Regions from separate parts of the Rattus norvegicus genome. Here region 1 is linked to region 2. A link is a contact called in public Hi-C data. All regions are on one chromosome and are shown on one strand. Each heading gives the region's core, a stretch centred on a gene start, on an enhancer-like site or on the middle of the called end of the contact. The rest is flanking DNA. Distances are from core to core; before and after follow the strand shown.

Region 1 (6,512 bases), core at 3,770-6,269, 48 kb before region 2:
CTGCACTGGTGTTAACCGGATGGCTGCAGCACCTGGCAGTCACCAGGCCACAGGCAGAGACCTGCATCCTCCAGGCTAGGGGTGCTGAAATCTTCTCTACACCCAAACTCCTTACGGTACAAGGTTTTTCATGGCCACTGGTGTACACAAACCAAACATCTGGCTGGTGAGGTGGACAGATAACTGGTGTGAGCTCTTCATTTCCATTATAAAGGGTCAGCAGTTAGGACCCCTTCCAGTTCATGCAGAGAGCCTGCACGAGGTCCCTGCACCCTTGTCTGACAGCTTACAAACTGCTTGTAACTCCAGCTCCAAGGATGTCTTTATCTGCTGCCTCTGAAGTCCGCATGTACCTGCACATGCTTGTCCCCCAGATGCACACGGATACACACAATTTAAAAGTATATATATAAAAAAAGTCTTGGGCTGGAGAGATGGCTCAGATGTTAAGAGCACTGTCTGCTCTTCCAAAGGTCCTGAGTTCAATTCCCAGCAACCACATGATGGCTCACAACCATCTATAATCAGGTCTGGTACCCTCTTCTGGCCTGCAGGAGCATACACGCAGGCAGAAAGCTGTATGATGTATACATAATAAATAAATAAATGTTAAAAAAAAGTCTTGGGGGGCTGGGGATTTAGCTCAGTGGTAGAGCGCTTACCTAGGAAGCGCAAGGCCCTGGGTTCGATCCCCAGCTCCGAAAAAAAGAACCAAAAAAAAAAAAAAAAAAAAGTCTTAATAAGTATCATGAAGAAGTACAAAGAGATAGTTAACCAGATGTCCTGGTGATGCCTTAAATCCCAGTACTCAGGAGGCAGAGGCAGGTGGACCTCTGAGTTCAGCCTGATCTACACACAGAGAGAGTTCTAGGCCATGTAGGGAGACCCTGTCTTTAAAAGGGGAGGGAAATCTCTGGGGGTGTGATGGATTGCTGGCCTAGTATGTGCCAGGTCCTGGGTTCAATCCCCAGCACTCAGGAGGCAGAGGTAGGCAGATCTACAGAGGGCCAACCTGGTCTACAGAGGGAATTCCAGGACTACAGAGAAGCCTGTTTAAAAAAAAATGTCGAGTGAATGTCATGACTATCTAGAACAAGTGCACACACAGCTTTGGAAGTGGTGGAAACCTGTCTCCATGGTCTTATACATATATCTCCAAGCCCAGAGTGTCCAAACCCAAGAGCAAACCCTCAGGAAAATCAGTTTTGAAATGTGGGCTCCTTGTAACTAATGAATGGGCTCTGGTGGGAGGATGGGTTGGGCCATTTTAGTTTCCTCCCTTGGCCCTGCTGCACTGCCCTGCTGCACCTCCCCTCTCAACAGCAACCGGTGTCCCATTTACTTTTCTTGGAGGGCTACATCCAGAATCTTAGATGATGTACTGACCCCTATGGGACCCTTATTCCTGCTGACTCCACAGGAGGTAGACCCCAAGGCTCTGCTATAGAAACACCCGAGAGCTCAATCTTCAAGAGCTGTGCCCTAATCTGTTAGATCAGAAATCATGGGGTGGGCCAGAAACACCACCTTTTAAAAGGTCCTTTGCTGACTTCAAGGCCAAAGGTTCCCACTTGTAACAGAAAGGCAGCCGTGTTCCGGTACTCCATGGCTTCAGATGCCATTGGAGAACTCCACTCACATCCTATAGCAGCAGCGGGTGATAACTCAGGTCCCTTGTGTGCAGAAAACTGCCTCTGTGGTGCTTGCAACACTAAATTCTCTGACGTTCGAGCTAAATCTTATGCTGCCCCCTGAATTATTTATTCCTCAATGAATAGTGAAACCCAGGGAGTGGAGGGACTGCATGCAATTGTGGATTGGTACAGAGAGGGATGCCTGGTCACTTTAATCACTGACAGCTACTGTGCTAACAAATTCCAGATGAAGTGACCATGGCACAGTGCTCAGCCCATTGGGCAAATTTATTATCAGCCTCCGTCTTCCCTGTGATTTCCAAGTGCACACTGGGTATAGCAAGATGTGGAAAGCAGATTAAGTGCCCTTTAAGTGCTTCATTCTGTAAGCCACTGCGTGTGTTCTCAGTTATCTGTGACCACTAGCAATTACCCAACTTAGACATGGATGGGCCATGCCTCCACTGGCATTCCCAGGAGTGCCTGTCCCAAGTCACTGCTCATTTGTGTTCTCTACCTCCAGCCCCAGACTAACGAACTTGCTGGAATCTGCAGTATGTCCATGTGCCAACGGGGACTGGGTATAACCTTACCCAGATTCTAAAGGGACCGGGCAAGGAGGGCGATGAAAACAGAGCTGGCAGGGGAAAGGGTCAGCAGGCAACTCGTCCAGCTCTAACCTAGCAGCACAAAGTACTTCTAACCCAGGCCAGTTTTCCTGTTTGTTTTTATTTCTCCATTTTCTCTTAAATTTTAGGTTTTAACAAAGATAACAGGTTTACTATTTGCCAAAGTCCAGTTATGAATCCAGAGCATACAAAACACAAGCTACAGAAAAATCCCCAAAGTGCACAAGTAATTTTAGAAAATAGTTTAGCACACTCTTGTTATAAAACACATTTACAGGAAGTTATTCACATGTGTTTGTTCAAATTTACTCCTGGTAATTCATGAAAACGTAACTGAACAAACTGTGGTAAATCAAGAGAGAAGCAAAGTAAGACAGGTATGATACATTCGCCTTGAAGTAACATTTCAAAGTGGTCGGGGCATGTTCTTTTAACCACAGCAAGGACAAAGTGAACTTTTCATCTTGTCAGGGTTCACCATTTCTGACAGCACTGTTAGGAAAAGGCCACTGGACGCAGCAAACACTTTTCTCCAAATACCTTTACCAACTGGAATAATTAAGAATTCAAATCTAATGTTACGCAACTACATTCTGCTGAGAAAAGGTCTAAGGTTTGCTTGCTGGAAGAGAGGATCCCCTGGCCAGAGTCTAATGCCAGCAACCCTTACACTCACAAAGTAGGCAGGCGCAATACGAATCCCAACATTCTGCTGTGGCCAGCCGGGAGCCAGTAGACGAACACACAATGTCCACAGCATACTTGGCAGATAGCGGCCAACTACATGTTTGGGAAAACTTCTTTTTACAAAGGCGTTTCTTTAGCGTCAAGTGGGAAATGTCCTGGCTATTGCTGTTTTCTTACGCCCCCCTCAGAAGCATACTTTTGCCTTTAGGAGGTTACAAGTCTCTGCTAAACTGAGCACACCCCACACACTAGGAAAGACAAGTTCAAGTGACAGTGAGGTCTCCTGCCAATGCAGGAGCTTACTGAACTCCCTACCCTAGCCAGAGTAGGATTTCCTTCCCACCTAGCTGGGTACAGCCAGGAGGCTGAAGCGCTTGAGAAGGTACCTACTCCCCAGTTTCAAAAGTGCTCAGCAGATATTGGGGTTCATGTCTGGGCACCAGTGGAGAGAGATCAGGAAATTCAAGTGTTGAAACTTGGCAAAATGCAGAATTCAGCAGAATTTCTAACAAAAACTCTTGTTTAAAAACAGATGACAAGGGGTTGGGGATTTAGCTCAGTGGTAGAGCGCTTGCCTAGGAAGCGCAAGGCCCTGGGTTCGGTCCCCAGCTCTGAAAAAAAAACCAAAAAAAAAAACAAAAAAAAAAAAAAAACAACCAAACAAAAAAACCAAAAAAACAGATGACAAAAACCCCTCCAAGTAGCAAATGATTATTTTTAAGGCTGTCTTCTTGCCCCAAAGCAGCTGTGTGTACAGCAGTCACGAGAAACCCCACTCCCACTGCTCTTCTACATGCAGACTGGTTAAGCAGCCGTCCCTTGCCCTGACTCTGACTGACCTCCAGCCCCCTCTGCTCTCCTCTCACAAGCTCAGCAGCTCTGACACAGGCTAGTGCCTCAGTGAGCCAACAGATTGCACTTTCATCTACTGGATGGTCCTACAGCCCACATGGCTGCTCTCCTTTCTCACCGTTTCCCTCCTGCCTGAAGATAAGCTATCTGCTTTGCTCCTGTGTGGCTCCCATGGAAATCCCTTCAAATGCATCCTTTTTCATTTTCTTGGCAACTCTCAAGTCTTCACAAACATCCTAACTGGATTCTTCCAGGCCAGGCCAACAAGCCACACAAACCCTCCCTTTGGTACATAAGCATGTCTACAATTCGCCAGTTACACCAACCTCACAAAACATTGGAAACATGGATGGCAGTTCAAAAAACTGTTCTTCCGTTTGGAGAAGGGAAAGAAATTCAGCCAGAAAACTAAGTCATACACCAGTACAGGTAAATGAACTTGTCACAGTAATGCCCTGTGCCGAGCTGTCTTGTCTCAAAAATGCACCAATGAGCACAACAACCCCTAACTAATATGCTGGTTTCTAAAGGCCTAAGAAACCCTAGCTCAAGACACTGGCCACTGGTTCAAAGCTGGCTAACTCCCAGTACTGAGGTTGTTAAACTTGTCTACTACACAGTGGTTGAAGGACCAGTCCTCCTCTCTCTCTCTTTAAACATGAAGTTTGTTCTGTTGGAAAATGACCAATATTTTAGGCTGAGGAAGGAAATGTGGTCTACCAGTTTACATTTTAAAAGAATTTTCCATTTGCTATATAGATTCATAGTTTAACCTTTACAGTACTCACTCTGATCTGACCTTTTCTCCAGAACGAAAGCTCCCAACATTTTGAATTCTGACCTCAAGAACAAGATTTCAGGCATACAAATGCCCTCTCCACGTGTATACAACTGGCAAGAAGTAAGCACTGAACACAAGACCAACAAACAGACCAAGCATCAGAAGGTATTCCTTCCTCTAACAGAGACTCTTCAAGGGAAACAAAAACAAAACCCAGTTTATATGTAAGGTGCTACTAGTTGGCCTGTGGTGACAGTCCCGTCCCCAGGCGCTACTATAGAAACCGTCTCCTCTTGGCACTGCTATCATCCAGCCTCCTCCTGTCCAAGTCAGTGCTTCTCAGCGCATGATGAGTCACAGAGCCGTGCCTCCCCTGCTCTCCAGCAAAGGCCCTAGGCTCTCTTCTGTGGCTGAGCCCAGCATCTGGGTCACTGTACTTCCTCTTACTTGTGGAGGCGGCAGCAGCAGGGTGAGCAGGTCGTGGCTCAGCCTGTATAGGCGACCTGTGGCTGCCCAGAGGAGCAACGATGGCAGTGGATGGTGGCACAACAAAACCTAGGTCCTGGAAAAGCACAGGACAGCCAGACTCTCCCAGGAGATGGACTACCCCAGGGAGCTGGGGGCTCTCGGGCTGTGGATCCCTCAGGAATGTCCCCTTGGCTTCAGCATCCAATCTCCTGAGTAGTCGTGGATCTCGAAGTCGGTCTTGAAGAAGTGGCCTTTCAGGTTCCTTTGAAGTAACAGTATCAGAGGGTGTGTGATATAAAGAAGGAGCAAAAGATGTTGTGGCAAGTCCACTGTCCAGTCTGTTGCTGGGCAAGCCACCCTGAGGTCTGGGTGCCTCCGGAGCAGTGGCTGGGGGATGGGTCAGACTCCTCTGCAGCACAGGCTTCAGTTTCAGGATCTTCATGGCGTCATGTCTATAGTTTGGGTCACAGGTCTTAATAATGGCCCCACGCTTCTGAGCATCCTGAATCAGTTCATACCAATGTTGATTTTCCTGAAACACAGAAGAGAAACAATCACACCCTACAGAAACACTCATTTTGCTGGAAAAGCATGGGTGTCCAACTTCTGTTTCTGAAGGAATAAATATAGTCTGATAAAACAGACTCTCAAAACTTCACCACTCAGAAGACAAGAGTGAGAGGAGGCGTTCAAACGACCAGCCCTAAGGCGGCATAATAAAAGCCAGGGCTGGTGACAGCTGTAAGGAAACCCCACTCCTACCCCTGCCATCCTTGCAGCACAGGAAGATGCCTCCTGCAGATCTAGCCCTACTGGGCTATCTATTTTAAATTTGTTAATTGAAATGAAAATTAAAACTACAGCCCCTCAGATGCATCAACCCCACACGTGCACAATGGCCGCACTCCTCTAGCAGCTACTGTAATAAGCATCCATCCTGCGGATCTAGATTGCCACCAGGCCCTGGGCATGGCTGACATTTTAACAGTTAACACTTAGTTTTAGAAGGCAAAATCCTGACCATACGTGACTGTTCTTGAAGAAAACCCACAGCATTTATTAACTTCTCAAAGGACTATCTACTGAGAGAAGATTGGGAGAGCTCTTAGCCCCTGAGCACCTCTCCAGCCCCAAACCTCTCTATTATCTTACTCTAATCTTGCTTAAGTTGTATGCACACTGCTGGGGACAGACTCAGGCCCTTACACCTGCTATGTCCCCAGGCCATCGGTAATGGTTTATAATTTATTTCTGTGTTCTGTGTTTATGTCAGTGCAGTTGCTTTCAGGGACCCTGAACTTAAGTTACAGGCAGTTGTGAGTCATCCAACATGGGTGCTGAGACCCAAACTCCTGCCCTCTACAAAGGCAGCAAACGTTTTCAACCACTGAGTCATGTCTCCAGTCCCCATGACTTTAAACTATCAACATTTATGTTAGAAACAATCTTTTAGCAGTATTT
Region 2 (6,934 bases), core at 3,778-6,277:
ACAGAATGCCTTCTACTTCATCTAGAAACTGCCTCCACAGCCAAAATGTTCTGTTGGCTCATCGTAACTGACTGCACCCAAATCTGAAAGCAGGGCAGAGGAGAAGCATAGCGACAGAGTACTTGTTCTAAATGAAATCTCGGGGTTTAATGCCTAACAGCAGCAAAAACCTCAACACATTCCATTAGTTATAACACTGTAAGGGGTACACTACTTAACGTGTGCCAAATGGGATCAACTACACGTTACTGATGCAAAATCAGAGAAAAACACAATTCAAGAAAGTAGAGTCTCCCACTAACTTAAAATCAAAAGCTAAAAAAAAAAAAACAAAAAAATTCATATTCTTTTTTTTGTGAGTTTTTTAAAATATTTTATGTTTCATTTATATGAGTGCACTGTAACTGTCTTTAGACACATCAGAAAAGGGCATCAGATCCCATTGCAGATGGTTGTGAGCCACCATGTGGTTACTAGGAACCAAACTCAGGACCTCTGCAAGAGCAGTCTTAACCACTGAGCCATCTCTCCAGCCCCACCTTTTATAGTCTTAAAAAGCAGTTCTAGAAATTTCTAGAAGTAAAAAACATAAATCTATACCAATAGTAATACACACTTACTAGTAAGATCATCTTCTCTTATTTGACCCAAATTGCTGCTCTACACTCCCTGACACTCAATCACTATAAATGGCTACGAATGGTACACAACCTATTGCTATCGAGGTTTTAATACGATGACCTACTCCATCCTTCACTGTCCAAACTCCAATTTGAAAGGTTTTAAGATGACCCTCCAAATCTCTGACCTCTCTGAAGAAAAAGCAGCAAGGACAAGGAAACCTGAAAATCCAAACACAACAAAGATCCAAAGAAAGACACTTGTTTTGTTTTATAGTCAGGGCTCACTGTGAGGCACGGAGCTCACTGTCAAAGAAGAGGTTTCAGGCAATTTGTGTATCAGAATTCCAAACACAGTAAGGATTACCAAGCAACATCAAAGCCAGAAACCAAACGATCACTGGATGAAATACAAGAAACTTTAAATAGATGTATGAAACAGTATACCGTGGCTGAATAGAAAGCAAATGTGTGCCCTGATACACATTAAGAAACATATGTGAACCCCCAAAAAGACCAAGGAGCCAAGTCCAATGCAACAGCATTAGGGTCTCTTTACTCAAGCTTTGGTTCCCTGCCAACCCTGCCACAGCAGGAAGTAGAGCCTTGAGCCTAATTTTAAGCAAGTATTTATAGAGGCAAGAAGAGGGTATCTAGCCTGATATATATCGGATTGGGGAGCGGGGCATTATGGCCTTTAACATAATTGGCTGGTACTAGGAACTAAACTATAAACTTAACTTCTGATTTCCTCCTGATTGGTGGTGGTTAGAAAGTGAAGTGCCAGAGCAGGCTTGTAACCTGGAGGTGCAGATTTGTTGGGGAATAACCTGAAAATTGGTACTAGACACAGATTTTGCTCGGGGGGGGGGGGGCACCTGGAAACTGATTATAAGACATAGGTCTTGTTGGAGGTGGTGGGTGGGGGAGCCTGAAAACTGGTGCTAGGTACTAGTCTCTTGAGTTCAACCTTACGTCAGGTTCCCTACGTCAGGTTCCCTAAGAGTCTGAACCTAAAGATTTGGTCTCTCAATAGGTTAAGGCAGGTAAAATGAAGAGTGAGCCTGGAGCATCTTGCACTGCCAGACATAAATGAAAAAGCTCAACAGTTAAGGCAGAAACACTTTGAACAGGATAAACAACACTAAATAAGTCCTATAGTAAATCAGCACAATTCAATTACAGTAAACAAATAAACAAATGAGACAGGAGAGATGCACCTTCCCTAAGAATCCCAAATAACCAGCTACTTCTTGTTGCAGAAGGTGGAGCTTAATCCCAGCTACTCAGAGTATATAGGAGACATTAATTAGGGATGAGGGGTAGGGGAGGTCTTTGTATAGCCCTGGCTGTAAAGGAACTGTCTGTATCTCTGTAGAACAAGCTGACCTCAAACTCAGAGATCCGCCTGCCTCTGCCTCCCCAGTGTCACCACTGCCAGGCTATGGAGTGGATTTCTTAAGCCACCTCCAAAAACCAGAAAGGTATAAAACACATATACTTTCTAATGCATGTGAACTATAGCCAAATGAAGAAAAAAGTTACAAGTGTCATTGCAAAGTTCTTTGAATTCAGCCCACAATGCCCTAATCCATGCATTCATCAAGCCGTATCACTCTTTAGAAAAAAACAATCTGGGGTTGGGGATTTAGCTCAGTGGTAGAGCGCTTGCCTAGGAAGTGCAAGGCCCTGGGTTCGGTCCCCAGCTCCGAAAAAAAGAACCAAAAAAAAAAAAAAAAAACAATCTGTGAGAGAACAATTTCCTCAGACATAACACATATTTGCACACATTATACAAAGACAATATATTTATTAGCGGTACTAAATTTCATGAAAAAGGCAATTTTAAGAAAAAGGTTTAGTTTCTTTTCACTAAGAAAGAAGAGTTATCAAAGTCTAGGAATCTCATCAGAGCCACTGAACACTTGCATGTAGCAATGTGACACTCTAAAATGCAGAGACCATGATCTCTGCTACTAAGAAAACATTAAGATAGCCAGGCCTTTAATCCTGGCACTCCTGAGGTAGGGACAGAGGGAACTCTTTAAGCTAAAGGCCAACCTGGTCTACATAGTGAGTTCCAGGATAGCCAAGGCTATGTAGAGATCTTTAAAAAAAAATTTTTTTTTTGTAAGTAAATCACACCTTTCTGAGGCTTTAAAACAAACAAATGAAAAACCCCCAGGAAACTACATAACTTCTTAACAAATGTAAAGATAATTACTGCTCTCTCAGAGGACTACAGTTCAGTTCCCAGTATCCATGTCAGGAAGCTCCCAACTTACTGTGACTCCACCTCCAATAGGCACCTATACTCTCCTGCCCACAAACATACACACAAATATGAAATATGGTTAACTTCAACAACCATGTAGGTAGTGCACCCCTTTAATCCCAGCACTCGGAGGCAGAGGCAGGTGGATCTCTGAGTTTGAGGCCAGCCTGGTCTGTAGAGTGAGTTCCAGAACAGCCAGGGCTACACAGAGAAAACCTGTCTCCAAAAGAAAAAAATAAGTTACTTTTACACCTAAGAGCACAGGATGCTTTCCCAGAGGTCCAGGTTCAATTCCTAGTAACCACCTGGCAGTCCAGGGGATCTGACACTCTCACACAGACATATACAGACAAAACACCAATAGGCATAAAAATACATTATTAAAAAGAAGGCTGGAGAGATGACTCAGTGGTTAAGAGCACTGGCTGCTCTTCCAGAGGTCCTGAGTTCAAATCCCAGCAACCACATGGTGGCTCACAACCATCTGTAATCAGATCTGATACCTTCTTCTGGTGTCTGAAAACAAATACAGTGTACTTATATATAATAAGTAAATCTAAAAAAAAAAAAAAAACCTTGCACTAACTGCGTGTCCCCCTACACTGATAGTGCTACCGCCCACTCCATCCCCAGAGTCGCCTTGTTCTTTCCCTCTTTCTTGGTGAGTCTTCCTACACTTTCATCATTTGCCGGAATTTCGAAGGAAATCTAATCTCTCTGCCTCCTCTGACCCACCTCCAATACTTCCTACAAGACACTGCCAGAGGTTACTGCACAAATTAGATGTGTAAAACACAGGTTAACGCCTGCACTTTGGGGATAAAACTCTATCACTGAGCCGCACGTATAATAATCCCCCCATGTCCTTGGTTTGTTCTCTTTATATATAGCTCCCACTTACTACATTTGTTCAGCCCAAAACTCATGGTGCATGGCATTCTGTACTGTAGCTCTCCCATTCGCTTTCAACACACACACCCTTCAGACCAGTACAGTTCTTAATCTTAAAATGTAAACCATCAAGTTGACAACTTAATGCACTCCACTAGTGATTCTGAAAGAACACCTACTGAAACCAGTGTACAACACAATCCTGAGTGACCTGGAAGCCTTTCCTCTTCCAGGGTCTTGGAGACCTCCTCCTCCCTGTCCTTCATTTTCATTACCTTCTTTCCTTATCAAAGTGGTTTGGATTTCTGTTTACTTGTCTGCCCCTACCCTCAGTAATTAGGGATGTTAAGGTATGGACTTATTCTACATTTCTGTAACTCAAGTACTTATCAAATAACTGAAAAAGAAGTGATTGTTTAAAAAGACAGTTACCTTGACAAACGTCTCACAGTGAAGTGATCCTCTTTGAGCTTGCTGGGCTTATCTGTGAATAGATGTAGCTCTGCATCCAGATATAGTCACACTTTCGCCCCCAAAAAGAACATTTCTGAAATTAAAACAAATTAGAAACTGATAAAATGTCCTTTAATTTATGTATCTCACCTGGGCCTTGCATCAACCTTGCACAGTGTCATCTAATAAGTTACCTCGGTCAGGTTAGACCACACTCTACCGTGCATGAAGGAGAACAATTTAACACTAATTTCTCCAAGGGCTGTTCCCCCTCAGGGGCTAAATAGGTATTTGATCAAGTCTGCTGCGGGCGTGCGGGAGGTCATCAACACTGCAACGCCTGGGATAGTAGGGAGGGCGTCCCAGTGCCCAAGCGGAAGCGACGCCAGGGCAGAGGGCAGCATCCAGTCGGACCCATACCCGGGAGACCTCCCTCGCCCGGAAGCTCAAGGCCCTCCCCGTACATCGCAGCCCAAAGCCGGCTGTGCTGGTGCCTAAACCGCAGGGCACCGGGGGCGGGCCTGGCTAGCAGGAAACACCAAGCGCTGCCTGCCCGGGGCCGCCGCCGCTCCGTCGCGCGCAGCTCTCCAGAAGGCAGGCGCCTTCTCCCGCAGGCCGCGCACGAGTTACAGCGGCAATATGCCGCGCACCCCTCCATGCGCACGCGCCCTCCCGCTTGTTCACCCGCTCGCGGCATGACCGCTGCACTTCTCACCCGGTTAGGCCCGGTTGCAGCGCGCTAGCCCACCTCCATGCCCCCGGCTAGATGAGCAGCCGCAGACGGAAGTGCGAGGCAACGCCCAACGCCCAACCCGCCACCGCCGCGAGAGCGGGCTCCACCCTCAACCCGCCCCCGCCATGGCCTGCTTGTTATGGTATGCCAAGGGGGCGGACCATGGGGGCGGAGGAGAGGTGGGAAGAGCAGCAGCCGGGAACCACGGGCCAGGCAGGAGGATACGTGGCGTCACTTCCGGAATGAGGGGCAAGTCCGACCAATTAAGAGCTCCTGTCCAAAGGGGCGGTAAATTAGCCTAGGAGCCTGCCCCGCTGCCCCGCCCCTTTCCTCACCCCGCCCCTCTTCGAGTTGGGTGCTTAACTTACCGTTTCCTCTCAGCGCTTCCACTTCCTAACGTCCGATGCCGGTCACGTTTCCGTCCGAAATCTAGACAATAAAATGTGCGCTTGAGACAAAAAAGTGTCTATGCAAAGGCGCCACCGAGTTCAGGCTCCTGCAAAGCCTACATGGATTAGTCCTTGTTTCCGACTCAGAACAGGCTCTGATAACGGAACACGGTCACTCCAGATTTCCCAAAGGACAGTTGGGTCACCCAAACCCTCTCCCCCTCAAAAATGGAATTTAGAAAAGAAAATCACTTTACAAGCCCAACATAATCGTAAAATTTTACAAGTCCAACACGCCTGTAGTCCCAACACTCTAAAGGCTTGAAGCCAGAGCATCCACGGCCAAAGGCCAGCCTCATACATAGATTTTGAGGCCTACATTATAGTCACCAAAAATTAAAAATTAAAACAATTCTTTTTTTAAAAAAAGGAACGAGTGCGAGGAGGCAACTCCAGATCCAAAGGCCAGTCTCGTACACAAAGCAATGTCGAGGCCTACATTATATTCACCAAAATTTAAGAATTAACATTATTCTTTTTTAAAAAAGGAAAGGGTGTGAGGCGGTAACTCAGGAGCACTCACCTATCACACTGTACCCCTGGGTTCCACTGCCAGCGCCACAGAAAAGAACAAGGCTCTTAGAGGTGGCAGGTGGGTCAGAGACCGTCCTACCCTGAAGAACCGTCCTACCCTGGAGAACCTTAACGCAGAATGAGAAGCCAGCGCCAGAAGCACGAGTATAAAGCTCTAAGGAACGTTCCAGAAAAGGGGGTGTGGTTTATAAGGCAGCAGATGACCGTTAGAAGGACTTTAGCCAATCAGGAATCGGCAGTTGGGTCCCCCGATCGACTTTAGCCAATCAGGATTAGGCAGTTGAGTCCCCGCTCGCGGCTGACCGTTATTTTCTTGCCTTTTTTTTTTTTTCGTTTTGTCAAAGGTTTCTACAAAATCAAAGTTGCAAAAAATAGTTTCAAATTAAGAGTATGTGTATGCATGGTTTTTAAAATAACACATTTATATGATAGAGTTTTTTGTTGTTATTTTTTTTTTTTAAATCAAGGCTCTGGATGGCTAGCTGAAATTTTCAGAAATGGGGGGAAACGATAGGAACTACCTGCAGTTCCATGTCCCTGATGATACAGATCCTTGCAGAATTCGTAACAGATTTCGGATTTCAGCAATTTACCATGCTTTATTCGTGAAAGAACAAATGCTAAGTTACTCGTGGAGTGTAAGAAACACTAGTATGACGCTGGATAGAGAGCTCAGCAGTTATGAACACTTCATGCTCTTCAAGAGGACCCAGAGTTAAGTTTCTGGCGCCACATTGCTGTTTACATCTGTCTGCAACTTTTGTCCTTAGTGATCAGAACAGATTCCCTTCTCCTGGCCTCCTTAGGCATTTCATGGCAAGGAGGCAAATACACACAGGCAAAATACTCACACACATAAAGATGAAATAAAAAGCAAATATATATAATAAATACAAATAAATACTACACTATATTTTTAGAATTATAAAACAAAATATAAATAAAATACATATTACATATATGTATAATTTGCTATAGG

Evidence for each region. Hi-C and Micro-C count contacts between places; a contact is called where the count stands out from the background.
Region 1: a contact with region 2 is called in a Hi-C map of Schwann cells, with 2.0 times the contacts expected there. The contact joins the enhancer-like site here to the promoter of Setx in region 2. A contact is called at or near these places in 5 of 12 Hi-C or Micro-C datasets (the A7r5 cell line, Schwann cells, hepatocytes and 2 more).

What each region holds. Positions count from the first base shown.
Region 1 is chr3:32,874,573-32,881,084 of GRCr8, reverse strand. It overlaps Setx (senataxin), which reads right to left. Exons shown (of 26, transcript NM_001427280.1): 26 at 2,345-5,583. The coding sequence ends at 4,858. Among named protein-coding and RNA genes, the nearest start is that of Setx, 49 kb to the right of the region's middle. Within about 2 kb of position 5,019, at least 15 of the 93 cell types and tissues checked have an H3K27ac peak or open chromatin away from gene starts, as enhancers often do. A contact at or near this core is called in Schwann cells and prefrontal cortex, where this site is marked.
Region 2 is chr3:32,826,505-32,833,438 of GRCr8, reverse strand. Setx (senataxin) reads right to left here and starts at 5,027. Exons shown (of 26, transcript NM_001427280.1): 1 at 4,955-5,027; 2 at 4,219-4,333.